Regions from separate parts of the Mus musculus genome. Here regions 2, 3, 4, 5 and 6 are each linked to region 1. A link is a contact called in public Hi-C data. All regions are on one chromosome and are shown on one strand. Each heading gives the region's core, a stretch centred on a gene start, on an enhancer-like site or on the middle of the called end of the contact. The rest is flanking DNA. Distances are from core to core; before and after follow the strand shown. Region 1 overlaps Slc25a24 (solute carrier family 25 (mitochondrial carrier, phosphate carrier), member 24). Region 2 overlaps Vav3 (vav 3 oncogene). Region 3 overlaps Vav3 (vav 3 oncogene). Region 4 overlaps Vav3 (vav 3 oncogene). Region 5 overlaps Vav3 (vav 3 oncogene). Region 6 overlaps Vav3 (vav 3 oncogene).

Evidence for each region. A called contact is a pair of places that touch in the nucleus more often than the background predicts.
Region 2: a Hi-C map of bone marrow-derived macrophages shows a contact between it and region 1, with 26 read pairs. The contact joins two enhancer-like sites. A contact is called at or near these places in 1 of 15 datasets of contacts at CTCF or cohesin (the NIH/3T3 cell line), 4 of 484 Hi-C or Micro-C datasets (bone marrow-derived macrophages, cerebral cortex, cortical neurons and 1 more), 1 of 115 datasets of contacts at active chromatin or transcription factors (fibro-adipogenic progenitors) and 1 of 9 other capture datasets (embryonic stem cells).
Region 3: a Hi-C map of bone marrow-derived macrophages shows a contact between it and region 1, with 18 read pairs. The contact joins two enhancer-like sites. A contact is called at or near these places in 2 of 484 Hi-C or Micro-C datasets (bone marrow-derived macrophages and embryonic retina) and 1 of 115 datasets of contacts at active chromatin or transcription factors (fibro-adipogenic progenitors).
Region 4: a contact with region 1 is called in a Hi-C map of bone marrow-derived macrophages, with 38 read pairs. The contact joins two enhancer-like sites. A contact is called at or near these places in 2 of 15 datasets of contacts at CTCF or cohesin (CD8 T cells and large pre-B cells), 59 of 484 Hi-C or Micro-C datasets (B cells, the C2C12 cell line, CD4 T cells and 37 more), 12 of 115 datasets of contacts at active chromatin or transcription factors (CD8 T cells, the NIH/3T3 cell line, Th17 cells and 9 more) and 3 of 9 other capture datasets (adipose tissue, embryonic stem cells and liver).
Region 5: a Hi-C map of bone marrow-derived macrophages shows a contact between it and region 1, with 27 read pairs. The contact joins two enhancer-like sites. A contact is called at or near these places in 1 of 15 datasets of contacts at CTCF or cohesin (the NIH/3T3 cell line), 7 of 484 Hi-C or Micro-C datasets (CD8 T cells, bone marrow-derived macrophages, conventional dendritic cells and 2 more), 5 of 115 datasets of contacts at active chromatin or transcription factors (CD8 T cells, acute myeloid leukemia, embryonic fibroblasts and 2 more) and 1 of 9 other capture datasets (embryonic stem cells).
Region 6: a contact with region 1 is called in a Hi-C map of bone marrow-derived macrophages, with 32 read pairs. The contact joins two enhancer-like sites. A contact is called at or near these places in 3 of 484 Hi-C or Micro-C datasets (bone marrow-derived macrophages, conventional type 1 dendritic cells and cortical neurons), 5 of 115 datasets of contacts at active chromatin or transcription factors (CD8 T cells, acute myeloid leukemia, cardiomyocytes and 2 more) and 1 of 9 other capture datasets (embryonic stem cells).

Annotation. Positions count from the first base shown.
Region 1 is chr3:109,154,185-109,158,060 of GRCm38.p6, reverse strand. It overlaps Slc25a24 (solute carrier family 25 (mitochondrial carrier, phosphate carrier), member 24), which reads right to left. Exons shown (of 10, transcript NM_172685.3): 4 at 2,956-3,067; 5 at 1,056-1,214. Among named protein-coding and RNA genes, the nearest start is that of Slc25a24, 33 kb to the right of the region's middle. Within about 2 kb of position 1,945, at least 64 of the 459 cell types and tissues checked have an H3K27ac peak or open chromatin away from gene starts, as enhancers often do. A contact at or near this core is called in the NIH/3T3 cell line, bone marrow-derived macrophages, embryonic fibroblasts and 1 more, where this site is marked.
Region 2 is chr3:109,416,364-109,420,793 of GRCm38.p6, reverse strand. All of the region lies in intron 1 of Vav3 (vav 3 oncogene), which reads right to left. Among named protein-coding and RNA genes, the nearest start is that of Vav3, 78 kb to the right of the region's middle. Within about 2 kb of position 1,278, at least 5 of the 459 cell types and tissues checked have an H3K27ac peak or open chromatin away from gene starts, as enhancers often do. A contact at or near this core is called in bone marrow-derived macrophages, where this site is marked.
Region 3 is chr3:109,514,384-109,518,324 of GRCm38.p6, reverse strand. It overlaps Vav3 (vav 3 oncogene), which reads right to left. Exons shown (of 27, transcript NM_020505.2): 10 at 2,242-2,337. Among named protein-coding and RNA genes, the nearest start is that of Vav3, 180 kb to the right of the region's middle. Within about 2 kb of position 2,639, at least 45 of the 459 cell types and tissues checked have an H3K27ac peak or open chromatin away from gene starts, as enhancers often do. A contact at or near this core is called in bone marrow-derived macrophages, where this site is marked.
Region 4 is chr3:109,490,075-109,494,457 of GRCm38.p6, reverse strand. The region is part of intron 2 of Vav3 (vav 3 oncogene); the gene reads right to left. Among named protein-coding and RNA genes, the nearest start is that of Vav3, 150 kb to the right of the region's middle. Within about 2 kb of position 2,682, at least 6 of the 459 cell types and tissues checked have an H3K27ac peak or open chromatin away from gene starts, as enhancers often do. A contact at or near this core is called in bone marrow-derived macrophages and neural stem cells, where this site is marked.
Region 5 is chr3:109,467,481-109,471,807 of GRCm38.p6, reverse strand. The region is part of intron 2 of Vav3 (vav 3 oncogene); the gene reads right to left. Among named protein-coding and RNA genes, the nearest start is that of Vav3, 130 kb to the right of the region's middle. Within about 2 kb of position 2,182, at least 57 of the 459 cell types and tissues checked have an H3K27ac peak or open chromatin away from gene starts, as enhancers often do. A contact at or near this core is called in the NIH/3T3 cell line, bone marrow-derived macrophages and embryonic fibroblasts, where this site is marked.
Region 6 is chr3:109,437,176-109,441,344 of GRCm38.p6, reverse strand. All of the region lies in intron 2 of Vav3 (vav 3 oncogene), which reads right to left. Among named protein-coding and RNA genes, the nearest start is that of Vav3, 99 kb to the right of the region's middle. Within about 2 kb of position 1,869, at least 18 of the 459 cell types and tissues checked have an H3K27ac peak or open chromatin away from gene starts, as enhancers often do. A contact at or near this core is called in bone marrow-derived macrophages, where this site is marked.

The DNA.
Region 1 (3,876 bases), core at 696-3,195:
ACATTTTTGAATTGGATGCATCATGAAGGAATGGTAACTTAAAGTACTGTCAGAAATATTTTGTTCAAACAAATTAAAAATAAAAAGAAGCGCTGCCTGTACAGCTTTAAAAACATTTTAAGGAACTGTAGGACGGCCCTGGGGACACAGGTTTGGTTCCTACCACACACCACACACACACACACACACACACACACACACACACACACACACACACACACACGGCATCTGTAACTCCAGTGTCAGAGGCTCCACGGCCATTGCATGCATAGGGTGCCCATACGCACATCTGGGCAGAATACATACATCTGGGCAGAATGCCCATACACATAAAATAAAAACATTCTTAGGCAGCCACTATGTTCTTCTAGGACATATGCCAGTGCTTATATAAGCTAAACTTCAGAGCCATCCTTGTTAGACACTCTGCCCATTGTGGGATGGAGGAAACATGAGATCTCAGAGGTCACATGAAGTTTAGGAACCAAGGCACTGGCTGTTAAGCTCTATTGTGCTTCATCTCCTCTTTTTCATCAAGGAAATGTTAATTTTACCCCCTGAGTTTCTACATATGCAAAATGAAGCCGAACCACCTGCTTTTCAGGCTGCTGTGAATATTAAATGGGTCCCTGTCACGTGCACAAATGGATATCCTTTCTTTTCTCTTCTCTCCTCATGACCAGCCCAATGCCTGTAAGTAGCCAACTCTGCCTGGAAACCCAGGTCTTTTCTGCTAACCTTAGATCTAGAATCACTTTTGAAATTACATTCTTGTCACCAAAACTCTAGACTTGAGAAATCCTCTGCTTTCTCAAGTCATAAGATCAAAGAAAACATGAGTAATTTAATGAGAACCCTATAATAGCAGTGAAGGGTTTTTAATTGAACATTTAAAGTCACGGAATACCAAAGACTAATATTTCATTACATACAAGTACTAACGATTTACGGTTTAGTGTGACAGCACCAAATACTTAGACATGAGACTAATCTGAGGGGTAATGGTAGAATAATATTTCCTAAGATATAAAGGGAGCATAAGGCACGCTGCTCACCTGCATCATGACCTTGAGGCGATCCAAAGGAGCGGTGCTCGTTCTAGAGACGGCGCCCGCCACACCTCCTGCCAGGAGCTGCCTCCACCACTGTCCTGATTTTTTCTCATCTTCTGTGAATTCATCTGGAATAGTTAAACTATCCCCTATGTCAATTCCCTGGTGGAATGGAAAGAGATCCCACAGTTCTTCAGTCGCAAACAGATAAGCCCAGAACTTTCTTTTTGTGTCGGAGCTGTTACTGTTAGGAGCGAGCCCACATAATTGTTTTTGCAACTTAATTATTTAAATGCTGTGGTGGGTATAACTAGGTCACAGAGCACTTTCCTAACATGTTCCAGATCCTAGCACCACACATATAAAATGACCTTGTCATAAACTTTATGGGCAAGAATGAAAGGTAATAAACCAAGCTGGTAGTAACTCTCTCTTCTTCCATTTGTTCCCAATAAAATGAATTTATGATTATAACATCAAATGTTAACAACTATCCCCAAAGATATAATACAAAGTTCACAGTATAAAATGTATAGTCATAATTGATTTTATGATGTTCTGTGTAAACGTAGACATTGTTACTGGTGACAGTGTGAACTCTCAGAGTATTAAGTGGGAGTCAAAGACACTTCCCTCCAAGTATAGAGAACAAATCCACAGGTTGAGGGGTGGGAGAGCCTGCAGAAGGTCCCCAGAGGCTTCAAGAAACAGACTGTGTGACAAACCTAATTTATACCAATATATTTTGCCAGAATGCTAATGAAAGAATCACAATAAAAAATTTGTGAAGTATAAACTGGCAGGAAATGCCAACCACATGAGTCAAAGTTATTCCCTAGCATTCAGTGAGTAATGCAATACCTTATGTCGGCAATGAGTCAAGGCAGCCTAAATAAGCAAAGGTTCAGGGACCCGAGGCCATAACATCTTTAGCTATCTGGATGCACAGGAATGACTTTGGTAATGTGTGTCATCGGACTACCAGACTTCCCCATAGCAGAAGCAGCACATGCTAATGAGAGCCAGACAGCTTGTTCATCAAGATAGGACTTCCTCCAAGTTTTGAGAAAAGCTGTATTTATACTACCTTGCGGGGGGGGGGGGGGGGAGCTTTAAAGATATTCTATAATCCTGTGCCTAACAGAATAAACAGAACTGTAGAAATCAAATAGATCCCGGTACTCTCTTGAGACTTGGCCACCCTTCCCAAGGTGTTTTGATGCTCTTGGGTGGTAACTACTGTGAACCAGAGCTCCATTAAGGATAAGCAACTGTGAAGACTAACAGCCTGATCAGAACTTCAGTGATGTGGAAAGCTTGCAGTGCTACAAGTCTAGAGCCAACCTATCTTAACTGTCTTCATTCCCCTTAATATGTATTTACTGCCCACCTCTGTGTGTAGCCTAACATGCAAGTCTAGAGCCAGCCTATCTTAACTGTCTTCATTCCCCTTAATATGTATTTACTGCCCACCTCTGTGTGTAGCCTAGCATCCTTGTGGCTATTACATAAACCCTTTGGAAGACATGAATGACCCCTAGATTCCACCAACACAAGGGCTAAGAGCATCATCACACAACATCTGAGGTCCATAGTAGAAATTTCCCTACTTTGCTGTAAGCCATCTATCTGATGTTTCTACCAATGTATTTGAAAAGTGTCCTGAGTTATGATTTTGCTTGCCCCGTTACTATTTAAAACAAAACAAAACAAAACAAAACAAAACCTCATGGAACTATTTCCATGTTGGGACATTGAATTTAGGGCAACCTGAATCTATGTTACCAGGCTAGGGTCCCTCATTTCAAAACAGAATAAACTCTGTTTGTCTCCCTTGAGGTGTGTTTCCTGCATCAGCACTATGCCTGTGGCTTGGAGCTACAGATCCATAAAGCAGACTTACAGTAGAGTGTTTCCAGAAACGGATAATTTCCTCAATGTCTGTCACAGGGTTAAATAAAAAGTAATCCCTCCATTCATTCCAGTCCACGGTCATCGTCCCATCAGAGTCGATGCTGAAAGTTTAAACAGATGATTAAAGAACAAGATAAATGAATGATAAACTCGCAGAGCCAACATTATTGCCTACTTTACAGAATGAACATCTGCTTTCCAACTTAACACTCGTACTGAACTAAAACAAAACAAAACAAAACAAGACAAACAAACAAAAAAAAAACCCTTGGCAGGTTTAAGAGGTTCAGTGACAGGGCATTTGGTTAGCGGGCATGTAGGCCCTGGATTCCATCTTCAAGAAAAATATACTACTTGCAATTATACATTGCTGAAAATAGAATCTATGGATTATGGTCTTTTCCAGTCACTTTCACTATTTGGAGAAAAGTAGATCCAAATACTACAGAGAGATCCCACTGCAGATTGCCTTTAGGGTTCTGTCAAACTCAAAGTCACTCGGCTGAAGGACACAAAAACTGGACAACGAAATGTTGAGAGGTGAAAATGAATGGGCTCAGGGTCCTTTTCCCCTCGTCACCAGTGCAGGATTATTGCTTAACACCCTATGCTTGCAACATGTGGGTATAATTTTGAAATAGATTCAAAATACACTATCAATTTTCTACTCCAATTTTTAGCAATGAAAGAAAATTAGCATACTGAGCATGGTGGCACCTATCTTTAATCCCAGCAAAAATTGGGAGGCAGAGGCAGGTGGATCTCTGAGTTCAAGACTAGCCTGGTCTACAGAGTGAGTTCCAGTACAACCAGGGGTACAGAGAAATCCTGTCTCAAAAAAAAAATAGATAGATGATAGATAGATAGATAGATAGATAGATAGATAGATAGATAGATAGATAGATAGATA
Region 2 (4,430 bases), core at 29-2,528, 260 kb before region 1:
GGTTTTAGCCAACTGTTTTTGAATGCCTGCAATATCATAGATACTGGAAAAGCTAAAAGGCTCTGCTTTAAGCGTTTCTAGTAATACTCCTGGGAGATCTTCATAGTGCTTCAAAATTTGGCTGAAAGCACTAGGCTCTGCATGCACTCTGGACTCCCAAGTGTTCTGCTGTGGGCAAAAACAGGAGCAGAGTGGAGGGACAGAGGAAGGGGGCTGTGGCATCATTATGGAGGTCCCAAACACAGCTGAGCCCACCAGACACCCTGCTCCTTCACGTATTCACTCCTTTGATTCTATTCAGTTTCCAGTTTAAGAAATCCAGCACAAAGGCTGAAAGAATAATATACCTACACCGTGTACTTCCACCTATTCCACACTCACAACAGCTCTGTGTGTGCTTTCGTGTGCATGGCCGTTACCGCAAAAAACATTCTGTCTGTGCTGTGAAAAGGAGGGTGCAGACAGGGGTATTCCCTCCTAAATCACTCAGCATGTGTCTCTTAGAGGTTAGAATGTTCCCCTGTGTACCAATAACATCAGGACACATAAAAAAACCACTTCTCATATTATTTTCAGACTTGATTTTAAAGAGAATTAGCAATTAATGCCTATTAGCTATTCAAATTTCTACCATTCCAACCTCAATCTCTTTTTATAACGTTTTCACCCAAGCTAAGATCTACTCCAGTGGTTTCCAAAGCAATTTATTTTTAATTTTTTTCAAAAACAATTTTATTAGATATTTTATTCATTTACATTTCAAATGCTATCCCAAAAGTTCCCTATACCCTCGCCATTCCATGCTCGCCAGCCCACCCACTCCCACTTCCTGGCCCTGGCATTCCCCTGTACTGGGGCATATAATCTTCGCAAGGCCAAGGGCCTCTCCTCTCATTGATGTTCCACAAGGCCATTCTCTGCTACATATGCAGCTAGAGATATGAGCTCTGGGGTTACTGGTTAGTTCATATTGTTGTTCCTCCTATAGGGTTGCAGACCCCTTCAACTACTTGAGTAATTTCTTTACCTCCTCCATTGGGGGCCCTGTGTTCCATCCAATAGGTGACTGTGAGCATCCACTTCTGTATTTGCCAAGCAGGGGCATAGCCTCAAAAGAGATAGCTACATCAAGGTGCTGTCAGCAAAATCTTGCTGGCATATGCAGTAGTGTTTGGGTTTGGTGGCTGTTTATGGGATGGATCCCTGGGTAGGGCAGTCTCTTGATGGTCCTTCATTCCGTCTCAGCTCCACACATTGTCTATGTAACTCCTTCCATGGGTATTTTGTGCCCAGTCATAGGAGGAACAAATTATCCACACTTTGGACTTCCTTCTTCTTGAGTTTCATGTGTTTTGTGAATTGTATCTTGGGTATTCTAACTTTCTGAGCTAATATCCACTTATCAGTGAGTGCATATCAAGTGACTTCTTTTGTGATTGGGTTACCTCACTCAGGATGATATCCTCAGATCCATCCATTTGCCTAAGAATATCATAAATTCATTGTTTTTAATAGCTGCTTAGTACTCCATTCTGTAAATGTACTACATTTTCTGTATCCATTCTTCTGTTGAAGGACAGCTGGGTTCTTTCCAGCTTATGGCTATTATAAATAAGGCTATTATGAACATAGTGGAGCTTGTGTTCTTATTACAAGTTGGAATATCTTCTGGGTATATGCCCAGGAGAGGTATTGCAGGATCCTCCAGTAGTACTATGTTAAATTTTCTGAGGAACCACCAGACTGATTTCCAGAGTGGTTGTACCAGCTTGCAATCCCAACAGCAATGGAGGAGTGTTCCTCTTTCACCACATCCTCAACAGCATCTGCTGTCACCTGAATTTTTGATCTTAGCAATTCTGACTGGTGTGAGGTGGAATCTCAGGGTTGTTTTGATTTGCATTTCCCTGATGATTAAGGATGTTGAACATTTTTCAGGTGCTTCTCAGACATTTGGTATTCCTCAGTTGAAAATTCTTAGCCGGGCGGTGGTGGTGCATGCCTTTAATGCCAGCACTTGGGAGGCAGAGGCAGGCAGATTTATGAGTTCGAGGCCAGCCTGGTCTACAAAGTGAGTTCCAGGACACCCAGGGCTATACAGAGAAACACTGTCTCAGAAAGAAAGAAAGAAAGAAAGGAAGGAAGGAAGGAAGGAAGGAAGGAAGGAAGGAAGGAAGGAAGGAAGGAAGGAAGGAAAAAAAGAAAAAAAGAAAAGAAAAAGAAAATTCTTTGTTTAGCTCTGTACCTCATTTTTAATAGGGTTATTTGATTTTCTGGAGTCCAGATTCTTGAGTTATTTGTGTATATTGGATATTAGTCCCCTATCTGATTTAGGATTGGTGAAGATCCTTTCCCAATCTGTTGGTGGCCTTTTTGTCTTATTGACAGTGTCTTTTGCCTTACAAAAGCTTTGCAATTTTATGAGGTCCCATTTGTTAATTCTCAATCTTACAGCACAAGCCAATGCTGTTCTGTTCAGGAATTTTCCCCTGTGCCCATATCTTTGAGGCTTTTCTCCACTTTCTCCTCTATAAGTTTCAGTGTCTCTGGTTTTATGTGGAGTTCCTTGATCCACTTAGACTTGGGCTTTGTACAAGGAGATAAGAGTGGATAAATTTGAATTCTTCTACAGGATAACTGCCAGTTGTGCCAGCACCATTTGTTGAAAATGCTGGCTTTTTCCCTCTGGATGGATTTAGCTCCTTTGTCAAAGATCAAGTGACCATAGGTGTGTGGGTTCATTTCTGGGTCTTCAATTCTATTCCATTGATCTAACTGTTGGTCGCTGTACCAGTACCATGCAGTGTTTTTTTTAATCACAATTGCTCTGTAGTACAGCTTTAGGTCAGGCATGGTGACTCCAACAGAGGTTCTTTTATCCTTGAGAAGAGTTTTTGCTATCCTAGGTTTTTTGTTATTCCAGATGAATTTGCAAATTTCTCTTTCTTACTCAGTGAAAAATTGAGCTGAAATTTTGATGGGGATTGCATTGAATCTGTAGATTGCTTTTGGCAAGATAGCCATTTTTACAATGTTGATCCTGCCAATCCATGAGCATGGGAGATCTTTCCATCTTCTGAGATCTTCTTAGATTTCTTTCTTCAGAGACTTGAAGTTCTTATCATACAGATCTTTCACTTCCTTAGTTAGAGTCATGCCAAGGTATTTTATATTATTTGTGACTATTGTAAAGAGTGTTGTTTCCCTAATTTCTTTCTCAGCCCGTTTATCCGTTGTGTACAGAAAGGCCATTGACTTGTTGGAGTTAATTTTATATCCAGCTACTTCACCGAAGCTGTTTACCAGGTTTATGAGTTCTCTGGTGGAATTTTGAGGGTCACTTATATATACTATCATATCATCTGCAAATAGTGATATTTTGACTTCTTCCTTTCCAATTTGTATCCCCTTGATCTCTGTTTGTTGTCAAAGTGCTCTGGCTAGGACTTCAAGTACTATATTGAATAGGTAGGGAGAAAGTGGGCAGCCTTGTCTAGTCCCTGATTTTAGTGGGATTGCTTCAAGTTTCTCTCCATTTAGTTTGATGTTGGCTACTGGTTTGCTGTATATTTCTTTTATTATGTTTAGATATGGTTCCTGATCTTTCCAGGACTTTTATCATGAATGGGTGTTGCATTTTGTCAGATGTTTTCTCAGCATCTAAGGAGATGATCATGTGGTTTTTGTCTTTGAGTTTGTTTATATAGTGGATTATTTTGATGCATTTGTGTATATTAAACCATTCCTGCATACCTGAGATGAAGCCTACTTGATCATGAAGGATGATCATTTTGATGTGTTCTTGGATTTGGTTTAGGAGAATTTTATTGAGTATTTTTGCATCAATATTCATAGGGGAAATTGGTCTGAAGTTCTCTTTCTGTGTTGGGTCTCTAGGTGGTTTAGGTATGAGAGCAATTGTGGCTTCATAGAATAAATTGGGTAGAGTATCTTCTGTTTCTATTTTGTGGAATAGTTTGAGGAGAATTGGAATTAGGTCTTCTTTGAAAGTCTGATAGAACTCTGCGCTAAACCCATCTGGTCCTGGGCTTTTTTTGATTGGGAGACTATAAATGACTGCTTTTATTTCTTTAGGGGAACAGGACTGTTTAGATCATTAATCTGATCCTGATTTAACTTTAGTACCTGGTATCTGTCTAGGAAATTGTCCATTTCATCCAGGTTTTCCAGTTTTGTTGATTATAGCCTTTTGTAGTAGGATCTGATGATGTTTTGGATATCCTCAATTTCTGTTGTTATGTCTCCTTTTTCATTTCTGATTTTGTTAATTAGGATAATGACCCTGTATCCTCTAGTTAGTCTGGCTAAGCATTTATCTATCTTCTTGATTTTCTCAAAGAACCAGCTCCTGGTTTGGTTGATTCTTTGTATAGTTCCTTTTGCTACAGCTTGGTTGATTTCAGCCCTAA
Region 3 (3,941 bases), core at 1,390-3,889, 360 kb before region 1:
ATAACATGATTGATTGATTGATTGATTGAATGATTGATCGATTGATTTTAGAAAGTTCCTCCTCTTGTTCACCTGGCAAACTCATGGTAGCCCTTTAAAGCCCATTTCACAAATCACCCCTCTAAGAAGAGAAAATGAAGCCTCTAGTCCGGTATCCAGCAAATTGAGGTGTAGTTATTGAGGCCTTTGTGTGTCTTCTGTGTACCCACCACATTGTGTTAAATGTCAATGGTGAGCATTGTCATACAATGCCTTCCTAACACAGTTTGATGTGTATACATACACACACATACACACACACACACACACACACACACATTCAAAATTCTTTAAAGGCCCCAGCCCTGACACTGTTTCCTCTTATTAACAGGACTTGCAAAAAGAAGAAACTGCCAAATATTAAACTCCACCAAAATTTGATTTTTATTCTCACTTTGTTAAACAAACTAGTAAGTTACTTTTAAAGTTTTTAAAACTTTCTCTATAAAACACTTTAATTTTTAAATTTATTCTCTCACACATTACATCCTGACTACAGTTTCTCCTCCCTTCTCTCCTCCCAATGCCTCAGCACAACCCACAAACCACACCCCAGACCCCATCCACTTCTTTTCTCCTCAGAAAAGGTCAGCCCCCACCCCATGGATATCAGACAAACAAGGCCTATCAAGTTACAGTAAGACTAGGCGCCTCCCCTTGTATTTAGGCTGGTTGAGCCAACCCAGTAGGGGGGACAAAGTCCCCAAGGCAAGCAGGAGTCAGAGACTTCCCAATGCCACTGTTGGAGTCCCACAATCTATACTACTGAAACATCACACAGAGGGCCTAGGTCAGACCCATGCAGGCTCACTGCTTGTCAGAAATATTTTAAATTTTATGTCATTGTCCTCAGATGAGCCAGCATCGGAAGGGATTTCCATTAGAAAGCATGCAAGTGCACTAGTAAGGAGAAAAATTACAAACTGATATCTCGAGACACCAGACAAGTGCTCCAAAATATGTTAAAAGTTAAAAAAAAATCTCTAAAATTTTTATCCACATATAGTACCAAAAATAGAGCTTCCTAATTTGTAAAAAAAAAAAAAAAAACTTTGTAGAATTACACGTAGTCTTGAACTCTAAAATACAAAACAACAGAAGGGGGAGAAGCAGGGTAAGGAAAGAGTTCAAAAACACATCATTGTATTTCTTAGTTTTTGAGTCTGCACAAAATCTTACAAGGACCCAAAGAGTCTGACTCTTGATCTGAACCTTCTAAATTCTTCAGTCGGTGCTTCAAGACATCAAAGAAACAAAACAAATTATTATCTTATTTTGGACCTGTTTTTAGCTCCGCAAAGCCTTGAAAGCTGATTGCCTGAGTTGCCCCTTATTATTTTTTCATAAAATCCAATTTGATTAAGTTGCTTTGAGTTTAGGTCTCATGAATGTTTTAATGCATTTTTAAGAAATAATCAGGGTTTGAATTTTTCTGATTTCTCAGTAGAACCAAAATAGAAATGACGAATAATTGCATGGCTACAGTTCAAGAAATTTAATATACAAGATGTACGAAGCACAGAAGACTCAAAATTCTATTTCACGTACAGGTAGTAGATCTTTTTAAAATGACATTCCACAAGCATCAGCCGGGTTCGCAGACTAATACAATGAGACATTTCTTTGGAGCAGAACTAATGAGCCTCCTGGTATAGCTATCAAATTAAATTTATAAGACTCTCCACCCTCATTAGAGGACTAACCGTGGAAACCATAAACTTTGTGTGTTATAGTAAGCATCCCCTCACAATAGATGCCGTCTTAGTACATCTCGTGCACTGAAAAAGCAATACAGCCCATGATACAATATTCTCTTAATTATTGTGATAAGGCGGACAGTCTAATGAGGGTAATCTGAGCACACTCAGGTTCATTGACTCGCTAGCGAATGATTATCGCTAACTCCAAAACATGCCATAGAAGGCACGTTTTTACTAGTATCTGTTTCATTCATTAGTTTTTTTTTTTTTCCTATCCTTTATGAAGAACACAAAATGTCTTCTTAGTAAAGACAGAATTATTTTATTTATTTGTTTTTTATTTATTTATTTTTGCTAAAAGGAAAATAAAACACCTAGCTGTCCTGGCCATTTCACACTTAGCTCTAATTATAATATGGAGACTCTGCATGAGGCTGCCGCCCGTCGGTGTTCTGTGGGGTGAGCAAATGCATGGTAGCATTTGCGCTGTTAATGTACAGACCTGAAGGAGGAGGTGATACTTCAGCACGCGCTGCATTGGAACGACCAGCAAATCGCGCAGAGTAAACTTCCCGTTATTGGCTCTTTTTGAACATTCCTAAGGCAATGGAGTTTTAAACTTTCGTTAGTTTACTCGAAGGAAGTCAGAAAACACTACAAAAATGCAAAGCCCAAAAGTAAAATCCTTACAAGTATCTTTGCTCCTTTCCACAGCAACACTTCTAGTAGCTTCAGGTTTTTTAAAAAGCATGTCTTATAGTATTTCAAACCATAAGATGAATCAAGCAGAATTACGACTGAAGATTGGCTTTATAGCACATCCTCCAATCCCTCCCAAGTTTTCCTTTAGAGTTCTCCTCCCACATTCCCCCAGGGTTATGAATCAGACAGCTCGGGGCCTGACTCATTAAAGTCATGTGGGTTCATCCAGCCTCATGCTCTGGCCACATCAATTCTCTCCAAACACAACACCATAGCCTTCCCAAAGCATTCTACTGGGCTTGAGGGAGAATTCCAGTCAACATCATTTTCTTTACCTCTTCTTCCTTCCCTCCCTTCTTGCCTTGTTCGGTCTGTGTCTAAGTATGCTTTGTGCCCACTTAATTATCATTGAAAAGAATATCTGCCCCAATATAACCTTCTGAACTAAAGGCATGTCCCTTAAACCTCTTAAAAAACAGACAACCTTCTATTTGCTTATAAATACTTACCTAACTAAATCAAATGGAATATTTGGCTGAATATGTGAAAATATAAACCGGTTACCACAATTAATATTTTAAACCTTCATATTTTATACACTTTATCTTCTTTTTAAAAGGTACTGTAAGCTGGGTATGGTGGTGCATGTCTATAATTCTAGCACCCAAGTAATTTGAGGTGGGAAGACTCATCTTTAATCCTGATCTTTTGAGGTGGTAAGGCCCACCTCTAATCTAGGCTACCCCTTATGGCGAAAGCCTATAGAAAACTTTTGTTCTTTCTCTGATTGTCTTGTCTTACTGACTACTCCATTCCTTCACTGGACTTAGAGCCTACTTTGGGATTTGAGTGTATAGTGAAGACCAACTGAGGCATCTATCTCCACGGATATAACAACTACTGGGTTCTTGGACTTTCCATTGGTGGACAGCTACTGTTAGACTAGCTGGATGACCATCTGTCCACCACTTTAATAATCCCCTTTCTATACAGGTTTCTAGGTAGGTTCTAGAGAACCCTAACTAATAAAGATTTTAGTACCATGAGTGTGATATAGATTCATTCTATCAATTCAGTTTCTCTAAAGAACCCTGACTGAAACATGCAAACAGTGTTAATCCAAAAGATGCCAAAATGTCAAGGAACATTGCTAGATAGAAACCTCATGAGTTCAATATTCTTTTTTATTTTTTTTACGTATTTTCCTCAATTACATTTCCAATGCTATCCCAAAAGTCCCCCATACCCTCCTCCCCCACTTCCCTACCCACCTATTCCCATTTTTTTGGCCCTGGCGTTCCCCTGTACTGGGGCATATAAAGTTTGCATGTCCAATGGGCCTCTCTTTCCTCTGATGGCCGACTAGGCCATCTTTTGATACATATGCAGCTAGAGTCAAGAGCTCCGGGGTACTGGTTAGTTCATAATGTTGTTCCACCTATAGGGTTGCAGATCCCTTTAGCTCCTTGGGTACTTTCTCTAGCTCCTCCATTGGGAGCC
Region 4 (4,383 bases), core at 1,433-3,932, 340 kb before region 1:
TGTATTCCTCAATTAGTACTCGCTAGATATGTGAAGCTATTTAACTTAAAATTTGTTTTTAAAAAATTTACACAATGGAGTACTACTCAGCTATTAAAAAAATGAATTTATGAGATTCCTAAGCAAATGGATGGACCTGGAAGACATCATCCTGAGTGAGGTAACCCAATCACAAAAGAACTCACATGATATGTACTCACTGATAAGTGGATATTAGCTCAGAAACTTAGAATACCCAAGATATAAGATACAATTTGCGAAACACATGAAGCTTGGGAAGAACAAAGACCAAAGTGTGGACACTTTGCCCCTTCTTAGAATTGGGAACAAAACACCCATAGAAGGAGTTACAGAGACAAAGTTTGGAGCTGAGACGAAAAGATGGACCATCTAGAGACTGCCATATCCGGGGATCCATCCCATAATCAGCCATTGCATACACTAGCAAGATTTTGCTGAAAGGACCCTGATATAGCTGTCTCTTGGGAGACTATGCTGGGGCCTAGCAAACACAGAAGTGAATGCTCACAGTCAGCTATTGGATGGATCACAGGGCTCCCAATGGAGGAGCTAGAGAAAGTACCCAAGGAGCTAAAGGGAACTGCAACCCTATAGGTGGAACAACAATATGAACTAACCAGTACCCCCGGAGCTTGTGTCTCTAGCTGCATATGTATCAAAAGATGGCCTAGTTGGCTATCACTGGAAAGAAAGGCCCATTGGTCATGCAAACTTTATATGCCTCAGTACAGGGGAACGCCAGGACTAAGAAGTGGGAGTGGGTGGGTAGGGAAGTGGGGGGGGGTATGGGGGACTTTTGGGATAGCATTGGAAATGTAAATGAAGAAAATACCTAATAAAATTAAAAAAAAAAAAAAACTCATACATTGTATTTCCATGGCTGACCTGGCCTGGCTCTAGGCACTCAGTCATCACCGTTTCTGTCACGTTTTGGGCCACACAGATATCACATATTTCCACAGCTCAGCAGGCATCACTGAGCAGCAAAATGGTTGAGCGTGCCAGTTCTTAGCCTGATCACGCAAGATCAAATCCGGGTTTCACATTCATTAGCCAGCTAATTCTAAGCAACTGCCTAAACTCGCTAGTGTTGGCTTCTTCCTCTAGATAGGTCTTCAAAGAATAGCTAATGATCATTAGATTATTGTAAGGATGAAATAACACAGTACATGTGAAATAAATGGTTCAAAGGTAGCAATTCTTTATAATCACTAAAAGAAATTGCTTAGTGCTTTCAAGAACTTTTCTGCTCTAAATTACTTTCGATTATGTATTTCAGTACCTAAGTCCAAGCGTGCTCTGCTGACAGTTTTAGCATCTGTATTTAGTAATCTCACTCCTCTTTCATTTCAATCGTTTGGCAGAAACTCACTGAGGAAACCATCTAGATCCAGAATTCATTTTCTCATTAACTGCATTTTTTTAATGATAAACATGATGGCTCAAACTCTCAAAATCAAGCGCAGCAAAGGAGGATCTGCTATGTGATTCTTTTTGAGTAAGAACGGCAATGGGGGAAGATGCATCTGTCTGGATTGAGGTAGTGTCCTCTAAAAAGCCTCAGCCCCAGGACAGAAGCGTGAGCAAGGATCTCCATCCCTCAAATGAGCCTCTGCGGGGTACCAGTCCCATAAATGGGGTCTCCAAACTCCTGGCTCAGGAGGGAGCCCATTGGGAGCCTTGTTCACTCAGGTGAACCCACCTCTATAAAACATAAATAAGAACAGCTAATTAACTTCCGCGTTAAGTTATTGGCGGGGGTGGGGTGAGAATGTCCATCAAATGTTTGTGAAGTTTTATTATAGAAAATAAAATTAACTACATGGGAAATTGTAATTACATATTGACTATAAATAGCAATCTCCTGTGAATTCTTGGATTCTTGAAAATTGTGAAAAGAATAGGCGTGGCATGGTAGCATTAAAAAAAATGAAGTAGAGTAGACACACATCAGTCGGTTCTGTCTAAACACTCCACAGTGCACAGTTAGCTCAAAACAGCATGTTCTACATGACATGTATATAGACTTGTTAACTTAAAAATAAACCAAACACGGCTTCATCATTTTTAACAAGAGCATAAGGACAGAGGGGATGCTTTTAATGGTTCCTAGGGGTAAAGTGAAGCAAGCGACCTGGAGACCAGGGGAGCAAAGCTAGTGGCTCCAAAACTCTGCGGTTTAACCCTAACCTCCTGCTGAAACACTAGGAAATAAAAATTACTGATATTTGAAGATGCCAAAATTATGTGTTTCTAAGTGAAAAGTCTAGTTTTTTAAAAACATCTGGAATAAGTAGTCCTCAGACCTCTGGCTAAAGTAGGGTTTGAGACACACACCATTGGGATGAGTCAGTGCTACAGAACCCCAGAGAACACCCTGCTTCTGGTTGTGTTGTATGCTGTGGTCTTAGGCCCTCTTAGCAAGAAAAACAACACAGCAATAAAATATTATTCCTGCTACTTTAATGTGCATCTTAATGGCAATTTATTTTGTTCTTTGGAGATAATTGTATGACAACTGTTGATTTACAAAATACTTCACTTTCTGTCTTTGATCTGTCAACACTGAGAATAACTACAGTCTTTCCCCGCCCATGTCCCTTTCCCCCTGGAGCTGGAAAACCCAGATGACAGAAATCATACAGCTTGACTTGTCATGTAAACATGCACCACTAGAGGGAGCCAAACGATAGTCTATTACCTTAGGTCTGCTTTAAGCATTACCTTTAATCATGCTTTGAAAATTTGGTTTAAGCAACTCCTATGATTTAATGGTGGTCATTTATTATATTCAATACTAGAAGATAATACAGCTAAATTCATGGGACAGAAGGGTGGGAAGACTGCATGGTGATCTTACAATGAGTAGCTGCAAGACCCTTCACTTTTATGTCTGTTCTCTTCATCATTCTAATACTAATACTAAATTTAGTCAAAACAAATAAAGGCTGCTTGGTCAATGTGGTATTTTTAGAACAACATCTATTCTATAAAGACGATGTTTACAGACTGTGAACAGACAAAGACACAGATCAATGCCAGATCCTCAAATCCCCTCTATGAATTCCCTGCCCTTCTGAAGCATACAGACAAGAATATTTATAAAATAAAATAAAACAACAACAACAAAAAAAATACCGAAAGACACTAAAAAGCCTATGTTCCATGAAATATGTTGATTTTTAAATGGATACTTCAAAACAAGAGATTGTGGACGTCAGTTTCCAGAAAGGTGGGTAAGGCAGTAAGGACTTAGCAACAGCGAGCTACTGTGACTCCCCGTCCTGACCAACCTTTCCTGCCCACATCCTCTATCCCCACGGGAAAGGAAACACGTGTGTAAAGAAGTCAAGATTTTATTTGGGCTGACATTAATTAGACCTACTGTGTGAGGAAGGTGAGAGAAGTAGGCACGGCTTCTCATTACCACTTTAAACTGGAGATTGCATCCCAGAAGCAACAGGGTCAGTGAGAACATAGGCGAGCAGAGAACAGGGCTAATGAATGGCATTAGTGAAAGGGTGAACAGAGGGGACAGGAAGCCATGGGGAGCAGACAATAGCCAAAAGTCAGTCACACAGGGATTTTCTCAATGGTCCAAGAGTGCTCTGAGACAGCCACGGTGAGACCATAAGAGGTGAGATGTCCTTGGGCGCCCTGGCTGACCACCATGCGGGCTCAGGAGGGACAGCAGGCTCAGACTAGGTAATGAAGGAGTGTCCACTCAGATGCACAACTGGAAACCAGAGATCAAAGCACCAGGCAGCTCTGCTCAAGTGTCACCAGAGTTCCACAAGGCAGCTGGAGCCCAAGGTGCCTTCTCTCTGTGTTCTGCTCCCATCCCAACCTGAATCTCATGTGTCCTCTCTTAGACGGTGGCTATAGTCCTGTCCTGGCACTTATCAGTTCTATAACATTTTCAAAATCAGTTTCTAATTTTTTTTTCTCAAAAGAACTCAAGGTTGTTTTTTTTTAAGCTAATCAGTTGTAAAGGAGTATAGATTATGAAGTAGGATCCTGCCTCAAAAATAGAGAGGACTATTATAAAGCTGTTTTTAAAACCTTTCTAAGATTTTTCTAAAGTGTGCAGGGTCATGCTTTGTCACTAGCCATCAATCACAGCCGTGCCATCATGCATAAATGCACTTTATTCATCTTAATGCCGTGTGACACTCCAGCATACATCAAGAGTCTAGTGATTTTGCCATTATCCCCATGAGTAAGTAGCTATGACGCTCTGATACCAAGTCAGCACTCAGCATCCTCACCAAACGCACACTCAGTTACATGCGGGTTCTGTTGCCGGAAGGATGGTAAAGTGGGTACCTGTCCAGGAGAGAAAGAAAGAGGGGCGTTCTTTAA
Region 5 (4,327 bases), core at 933-3,432, 310 kb before region 1:
TGTTCCATGTTCTTCCCCACTTTCTCCTCTATAAATTTCAGTATACCTGGTTTTATGTGGAGGTCCTTGATGCACTTGGACTTGAGCTTTGGATCAATTTGCATTCTTCTACATGCTAACCGACAGTTGAGCCAGCACCATTTGTTGAAAATGCTGTCTTTTTTTCCACTTGATGGTTTTAGCTCCTTTGTCAAAGATCAGGTGATCATAGGTGTGTGAGTACTTTTCTTTATTATTTTTTTTTTGTAATTTACTTTGACAGAGGAACATGCCACAGAGTGCATGTAAAGGTTGAAGGACACCATGTGGGTCCCGATATCTAACAAAACTCATCAGGCTTAATAGGAAGCTCCCTTACCAACTGTTCCATCTTATCAGCTCATTGTTATTTCCTTGCTTGATTCCCAGTGAGTATGAGGTTAAGAATATATGGAGCTAGTCAATATCACAATACCATAAACAAACAGATGGGATAGATACACACACACACAGCTATTTAAGGTATTCAACAGTATTAATTCCATATGGAGAGTAGTGTACACAAAACTCACAAGTCAAAGCAAATGACTAATCTTTCACTTTTAAATCAAGTTCCTTTGTTGCTGAATGATTTAAAAACTACACTTGGCTGGGGGGTGGGGGGGATGGCTCCACTGATAAAGTGTTTGCTTCAGAATCGTGAAGACTTGAGTTCAGCTCTCCCAGTGCTCATAAAAACAGCAAGAAGCAAGCTGTGCCTACAGTCCCAGCACTGTGGATACAGGAGGAAAGGACTGAGGAAGACAGTGGACATTGACCTCTGGTCTCTGCACATTCTCTCTCTCTCTCTCTCTCTCTCTCTCTCTCTCTCTCTCTCTCTCTCTCTCTCTCTCTCAGTAGAAACCAAAACATATATTTCTCTTTTGGTTAATCATCACCCAGCAAGAACCCATCTGAAGTCTAACATTAACAGGACAAAGGGCTGTGGATGTGACCCATTAATTGGTCCTTGCACAAGCTAGACAAGAACACTAAATACAATCTTCAACATAGGGGTGGGGTCTCAGCCTCTTAAGAACTAGAAAGAGGGTCAGGAAAAAAAAACATAAAAATAAAGGAATTGAAAACACTTGATGAATTAAAAACTAGGAAGAAAAAGGCCACTGAATTCTAAACCCAAGTGCATATCATAAACACTTAAATATCAAAACGTCATCCGATATGGCAACTGTGGTGGTATGAAGATTTCAAGGAGAAACAAACTAAACCCAAGAAAAGGCAGCAAGTGGACATTAATAAAGAACAGGAATGACTTCTGATTCATAAGGCAATCATATTTACCCTCCTCAGCTGATGTCGAAGGGAATTCAAGTCAAAAGTGATCCAAAGGTCACTGACTCCTCGACTATCTTAATGGATAATCTTCAAAATGGGATGCATGGTGAAAACTGGGCTTTCGAGAGAGTACCCTGGCAGCAACCAGCATGGCTGATCCAAGAGGTGAAAGCACCATTTGTAAGAGCAGACAATGATTACTGAGAAGTTTCAAAACCTAAGTATTGATGCTCTAAACTGGTATGATGGTCCCATTCATAGAAAGGAAGCTGTCTAATTTAAGAGTATCTTCATATTACAGTGTATGTTATTCCAGATGATGAATGCAAGAGAGAGTTCCAAAGATTCTGGACCCAAGGAATAAAAAGTGCACCACAATTTTCCTTACATTTGGCATAAGAAGAAATAGCATTCTACTGAAATAAGTGGTAATGGAAGCTTGGTTGGATGCTCCAGTGTCTATCTTTTGCATGTATGCTGTGTGACATGACCAGTTTTGTCTGCATGGGAAAACCCCTATCTTAGAATTGGGAGCCCATCATCCACTCTAACATAGAGCTGCCCATCACTTGCATCTCAGCCTTCACCTCATCCTAGGGCTTGCACACATGACCTATGTTGTGCCACAGGCACCCCACTCCTAGATGCCCACTTAGAAGCTTGTGAAATGAGGAAAAAGGTGTGTTTGTACTCTCACCATAACGATTAACAACATCTCAAGTAAGGGCTCCATGGCAGTGGCTGAAGTCCAGGGCCCTGTCTCAAAGACAGCGTGCCTGGCAGCTCACATGACCAGACAAGCTCCAGGGGCCCCTGCACGCACTGTTCCTGCCTGCCAGGCACCATGGCCCTGGCAGTGACTCAAGGAGTGACTCAGATCCCATTCTTTGACTTACAGCTAGAAATCTGGATTCCTCAAGACATGGATAAGAACAACTTGTAATCCCTCATCAAAACACTTGCTTGAAGATGGGAAATTTGTAATAGAATTCTGCACTATCTACCATCTCTTTATGCTATTAGGAATCTGGAAACAGTATCTCCAAATTCCGGGTCTTGTCAGTAGCCCTCTTAGACCCTTATCTCTTTGCCTAACATAGAAGTAGAATGTTATATCAACAAAAAAAAAAAAAAAAAAAAAAAGAACACAGGTTTTAGAATCTTGTGACTGGGCACTAGAAGAATGACTTCAACATTTCATACTTGAGTGATCTGGGTAAGTTACTTAGCTTATCTGAGCCCATTTCTAACATATGATTTTGAGATATTTAAGCCGATCCTGGGGAAATTGTGAAGTCAAATGAAATCATTGGTGCAAAAATCTTCACCTAGTGTCAAATATGCCTATTGCCAAATATACTCAAGCAAGTATGCATTGGCTTCCTAATTGATAACACTGATAAACACAGGCCATTTGCAGCCTTACATAACCTCAGCCTGGTCCAGTCCTGTTTAGAGTCTTCTTGCTGACCATGATTCTTCCAAGCCCCTGGCACTGTCAAGTGTGTCACTAATAAGTGTCATTTGGGTGCCAGATGGGCCTGCCTGTAGGTGCTTCTTTGGGCTGAATGCTTTTCTTTTAGCTCGATCTTTTGCTTGTTATGAGTCATTGGAACCTTAGCCTGGCACCTCAAGTTTTGACAGTAATATATTCTTGTAGATAATTTGTAAAGTATAGAGAATGCAAGGCAGAGGCAATAACACACACTTTTGACAGCTAAAAGCATCCAAAGGGATGTCTATTCAAACACTCTAATGCCCCAAATGAGCAAAATGAAGTGGAAAGGTACAAAGACAGCCCCCACCCACCTACATCACTATTTCCTATGCCAACCAGGCTGTCACTCAGGACTCACAGATGCTGGCTGCCATCACTCAAGCCACAGTCCTGGCTCTACCCTGAGCCTCATGACTCTAGTATAGCACCTACATGTCCAAAGACTGAAGTGCTACCAGACCCTAGTCTCCAAAGCATGTTCCTCCTGTGACAAGCATCAAATTTTAAGAAGCAAAAGAGCTTTGAGGATGTCCTATGGGATCCTTCCAAGGAAAGGTTCCAGTCCCTCCCTCTAAGAAGCTTACTACTCAATGGGGAGAATAAAGACTGACAGAGTCACGGGAAGCTCCAAAAGGATCCTGGAGTGAGGTACAACTCCAACCACTGCAGCAGAAAGCACTGAAGCCTTTCAGGGATGGTAACGTGTGCATTGGGCATAAAGGGTCATGAAGTTTTCCAAAGAGAGAGAGAGAAGCGTTCCAAAGCACAAAGGCAGGTACATAGAAGAAGCATGGTGCAGACTGGTGCATAGCATGTCTCGCTGGGGACAGAGAGTGGTTATCAGCCATAACAAAGCCCATGTGGCAAAAAGGAAGAAAAGATAAGACACAACACTGAATTAGCAGATTACAGGTAGATTAGGAAAGTCTACCAAGCTGTGTTAAGAAGGGAAAGCTTTTCCCTCTGTAGTATGGGGAGCCATCAAAAGTGCAAAGAGAAAGGAAAACAGCTGAGTTTAGAAATGACTAAGTGGAAGGAAGACAGGAGGGGTCAGAGAGGCCAGTTAAGTGATCTCTGCAATGGCCAGAAAGCAAAACAGGACCATCAGAATGCAGATGTGAAGACAAGGAAGGAGAGAACTTCTGGAGTGGCCATCAGACCATCAGAGGGCACTGGTAATCAGACATGACCATATCTCTAAGAGCTGGGAACACAGATACCTCTGGAGCTGTTCTGAGTCGAAAACGAAGATGACAAAGAATAAAAGAGTCTATCTGTTAACAAGTGTCTTCCAGGGGGAGCAGTCCATTCTCCACGCACCAGTTCATCTTGCAACTAAGACTCAGCAGACCAGTGCCCCATGGGCTATCCCCAAAAGCTCTGCATGCCGATTTACACAGGCAATAAATTCAGAAAAACACCAGAGGGCACAATAATCACTAAATGGCACATGGGAACTCTCAATTAGACCAACCCTTCCGATCTGGTTTCCTCCTGGGCTGAGTTCAGGGGTAA
Region 6 (4,169 bases), core at 620-3,119, 280 kb before region 1:
TTCATTATTAGATTTCATAGTAATTTTCCTGAAAGAATATTCATCTGAAAAACTGTACTTACTATCTCACAGTCAATAAATTCAAATATGATCTTGCTTCTTTTCCAGAACATAGACTTATGTTTTGGGAAATGCATTAGAAGTCATTTTACTGAAGAGTCCTTGCTAAAGCTTGGCAAACTTAAGAAGGAGACTTCAAGTTACCTCTGCCCTGAGTCTGGCCTTCCATACACGTTTTTTATTACTCTACCCAATCCATGCCCAACACCAAAACATCAAAATATCAAAAGCCTGAACTATACTAACAATGGTAGCATTTTCTACCTCCCTGTCCCCTAATATATGCATTCTATAGTGACCATCTTGGCTCAGACAGATTACAAATGGGCACTGGAAATGATTTGGTACATGGCTGATAAGGTGCCTACTAACTCCTAAGTAGCAATTATTATCCATATTCTCTCTTCACAGAAAAACAGGCCAAGGGTAGCAAGGAAAAACCTATATCCAGAATCACCTACCACAGTTCTGATAAAATCATCTGTGTACACACACACACACACACACACACACACACACACACACACACTCACATAGATGCACACATGCATGCATGCACACAGGCACTCACACGTCCATGGGCACTACTCTAGACTGTAATACATCAATTCTATCCTAACAGTTTCTGACTTCACCATGAACTGACAAGTCCTTTCTTTGCTCCTCACACACTGTCTTGATTTGTCAGGGTGGCTCATGCTGAAAGGGCATTCTAACTAGCACTGAGGTGAGCTAGACAAGGCTCTGTAATCAACAATGGATCCCTACAAAGATGCAGGTGCTTTGGGTGGAAAACAAGTGACTCAACAGCCTCCCCTCATCAAGACTCCACACATCTGCAGAGGCTGCCCAGCACTGTTGCCTGAAGTTGTCGGGTACACGCTTCATCCTGGAACACGCCTCCTGTATTGATCCCCAGCAGGCAAGGACATCTGTACATTTCTATCCCCGCCATCACCGCTACACTCCTGTAGATGCAAATATGTCTTTAAGAGATGAGTGGATATAGAAAACATGCACGTGGGCATCACAGCCAAAGGACTCAAAGCTTAGAGCTCTGCATGGTTGCTGCTGGCAAGAGACCAGCTACTGAGAGCCATTTGCCTGGAGTTCACCAATTATCCTTGTGAATTGGTCACCCATCATATGCAATAACGTATTAGACTCACCAAATGTCCTGTGTAACTTGGATAAGCTGCAGCTTAGCTGTAAATCAGTGTGATGGGGTCAAAGATCTCTCAGCACAGCTGAGATGGAATACGGTCAGTGCAGCAGGAGGGAGGCTCACAGTAAGAATGTGAAGGCTTGCTACAGCCTTGCAAATACTGACAAATATTCCTTCACCCACTCTGATCATAGAAAAAGCAAGTCACTTGAAAAGAAATAAGACCAATATTTCTAAGTACACTACAGGGACCCAAGCTCCTGCCGAATACTAAATAAGAAAGTAAAAATAAAAACATCAGTCTACAGAAAAGTTTAAAATGGGAACTTTTACTTAAAATCTGCTAAAGGAAAATATCTATTGGGTTGCTGAATATATTTACAGTAAGTGAATGCAAATGCCCTTGGTGTCCCCCATCAATTTTAAGCTGCTGTCAGGTGCACCTGTTCCTGCCCCACTGTTTCCCCTTCCCTAAGCCCTGCTCCTCTCCAGTCATCTAGGAGTGACCCTTCCCTCTTCTGACTCCATTTCTCTGATCACAATCGATTCCTAATCACCCAGAAGCTCTCTAGCCATGCATGACTCGTGTCTTCGCTCTCAAAGCTCTGCACTGTTTTTCTACCACAGTTCCTCATCTTCATACCGGTTCTTCCTGCTGCTGGTGTGACCACAGCTTCCCACAGCCTCCTCTCACTGACACAGTGCTTGACTCCAGCATGGAGATCACGAATTACAGCTCACACCTGCTAAAAGCGCTCATCAAACCCCACGGTGCACACCCAAAAGGCCCTGAGTCTTACCCATTTGCTCAATTTCTGCTGGACCTCAAGACCTAGCTCATTTAGCTATATCTTATGCTTGATCGGCAAGGATAATCTGTGATACTACAACATTTTAAGGGGATGGATCCCTTTTCTGTTCCTTTCTGTAGGACATTCCCTCTAATCAGAGGTAGCCTTTCACTTTTGCTTGGAAATAAGGCAGTACATGATTAACATCTCTGAGATCAGATATACAGTGTCTCAGCTTCTTGTTCCAATGCCCCCTAGCTATGAGTTTTATATTTCTGACCATCATACTCCTCAGTCATAAAGTGGGGATAATGCTAACATAATAAGGCTGTTGTGGGGAAAGAAAATGACTACAAAGGACATAAAATAAGGTTATTCCTTTTGGTCAGTACCAGCATCCTTCCTGCCCTTTATAGACTCAGTAAAAGGGTACCACTCAAGGACTATTCCTTCATCATATGGGAGATGGGGCAGCAGATCCCCTACCCCTGTGTTCCTACTCAGAGAACCTTTTCTGTTGCTTAGCGTAGCACTGAGCATGCTATACCATATTCATTTGTTTCAATACTTATATCCTGTGTGATGCAATGCATTTCTTGAAAAGAAACCAAAAAGCAGCTCTGTCCTAAAGGCCTCTTCAAGAGAGCATACACTACACAAGAACAACCAAGAGCCACAGTGAAACTCAAGTCATCAAAGAACAAGAAATACAATGTCCAGCTATTGGTTTTTTGATGAGTACACGTAAGTTAGGAATCACAAGTTATGTGTATGCATGTATTTATAAACATGTAGTTCAGTATACTGCTGTTACACGAGACATATACCAACAAACAGATTTCTGAGTACACAGTATCTTAGTTAGGGCTTCTATTGCTGAGACAAAACACCATGAACAAAATGCAAGTTGGGAAAAAAGGTCCATTTGGCTTACATTTCCACATTGCTGTTCTTCACCAAAGGAAGTCAGGACAGGAACTCAAACAGGGCAGGAACCTGAAGGCAAGAGCTGATGCAGAGGCCATGGAGGGGTGCTGTTTCCTGCCTTGCTTCCCCTGGCTTCCTCAGCCTGCTTTCTTATGGAACTCAGGACCACCTGCTCAGGGAAGGCACCTCCCACAATGAGCAGAGACTGTCCCCATTAATCATCAATTTTTTTAAAAAACTGCCTTGCAGCTAGATTTCATGGAGGCATTTCCTTAACTAAGACTCCATTCTCTCTGATGACTCTTAACTTGTGTCAAGTTGACACACAAAACCATGGATATTTGAAATTCAATAGAATATTTTTTAAAAATCTATCCAAAAGATTTGCTATTTATTCAATGGAAGAACTTAAAAGTAAAAGTCACACTTAAACCCTCAAACCACATTTCCAGTTCTGCAAAGGACATTCTCAGTGGGTGGGCTAACAGGAGGTACAGTATCAAAGAGACATCCTACATTTGTTCCTTCCCTCTTTGGAATACCTTTCTCTCTCCCAAGTATGGGCACAGGAGATGTCTTTATGCCTTCTGGGAGCTTAAAGTTCTAAGACTGCCACAACCCCTGAAGGTGAAGCAGCCCCAGGTGAAACAGAAAAGTTGAAGCATGGGCACTCTGGAAGAGAATTACATAACCAACAAGCCACCAAAGCAAAGCAGTCCATGCAGAATGCCAATATGCCCTTGCCAAGAAGTGGCTGCTTGCCCATCCGAAGATAGTTTAGGATTGGAAAAAAAAACACACACACAAAAAACAAAAAACAAAACAAAACAAAAAAACTGAGGTCAATTTGGAGAACTAGCTTTGCTCCAGGGGACTCCAGGGGACTCCAGGGGACTACTGAATCAGAATCAGAATCTAATTGAAATTTCCTGGGGGATTTATTGAATAGGTAAATTGGAAGTGCAGTAATAAGAGCAATACTCTTTTCCTTCTCTTCTCTCAGGTCTTAGCATTTATTTCAGAGCCTTTCCTTCCCCTCTGCCTGGCAGGCTTCCTTCAGTTGTTCAGCCTTTCCTTTGGTTTACTCCCTCAGTCGTATTCACCTCTGCAACTTTGTGATGATCTTGTTTGTTTATCTCTCATTTGTTTTGATTCCTCAGCTCAGCAACTTAAGAGCCAAAGACCTTGACTACCTGTCACTGCAGAACAATGGATAGTAACATTTT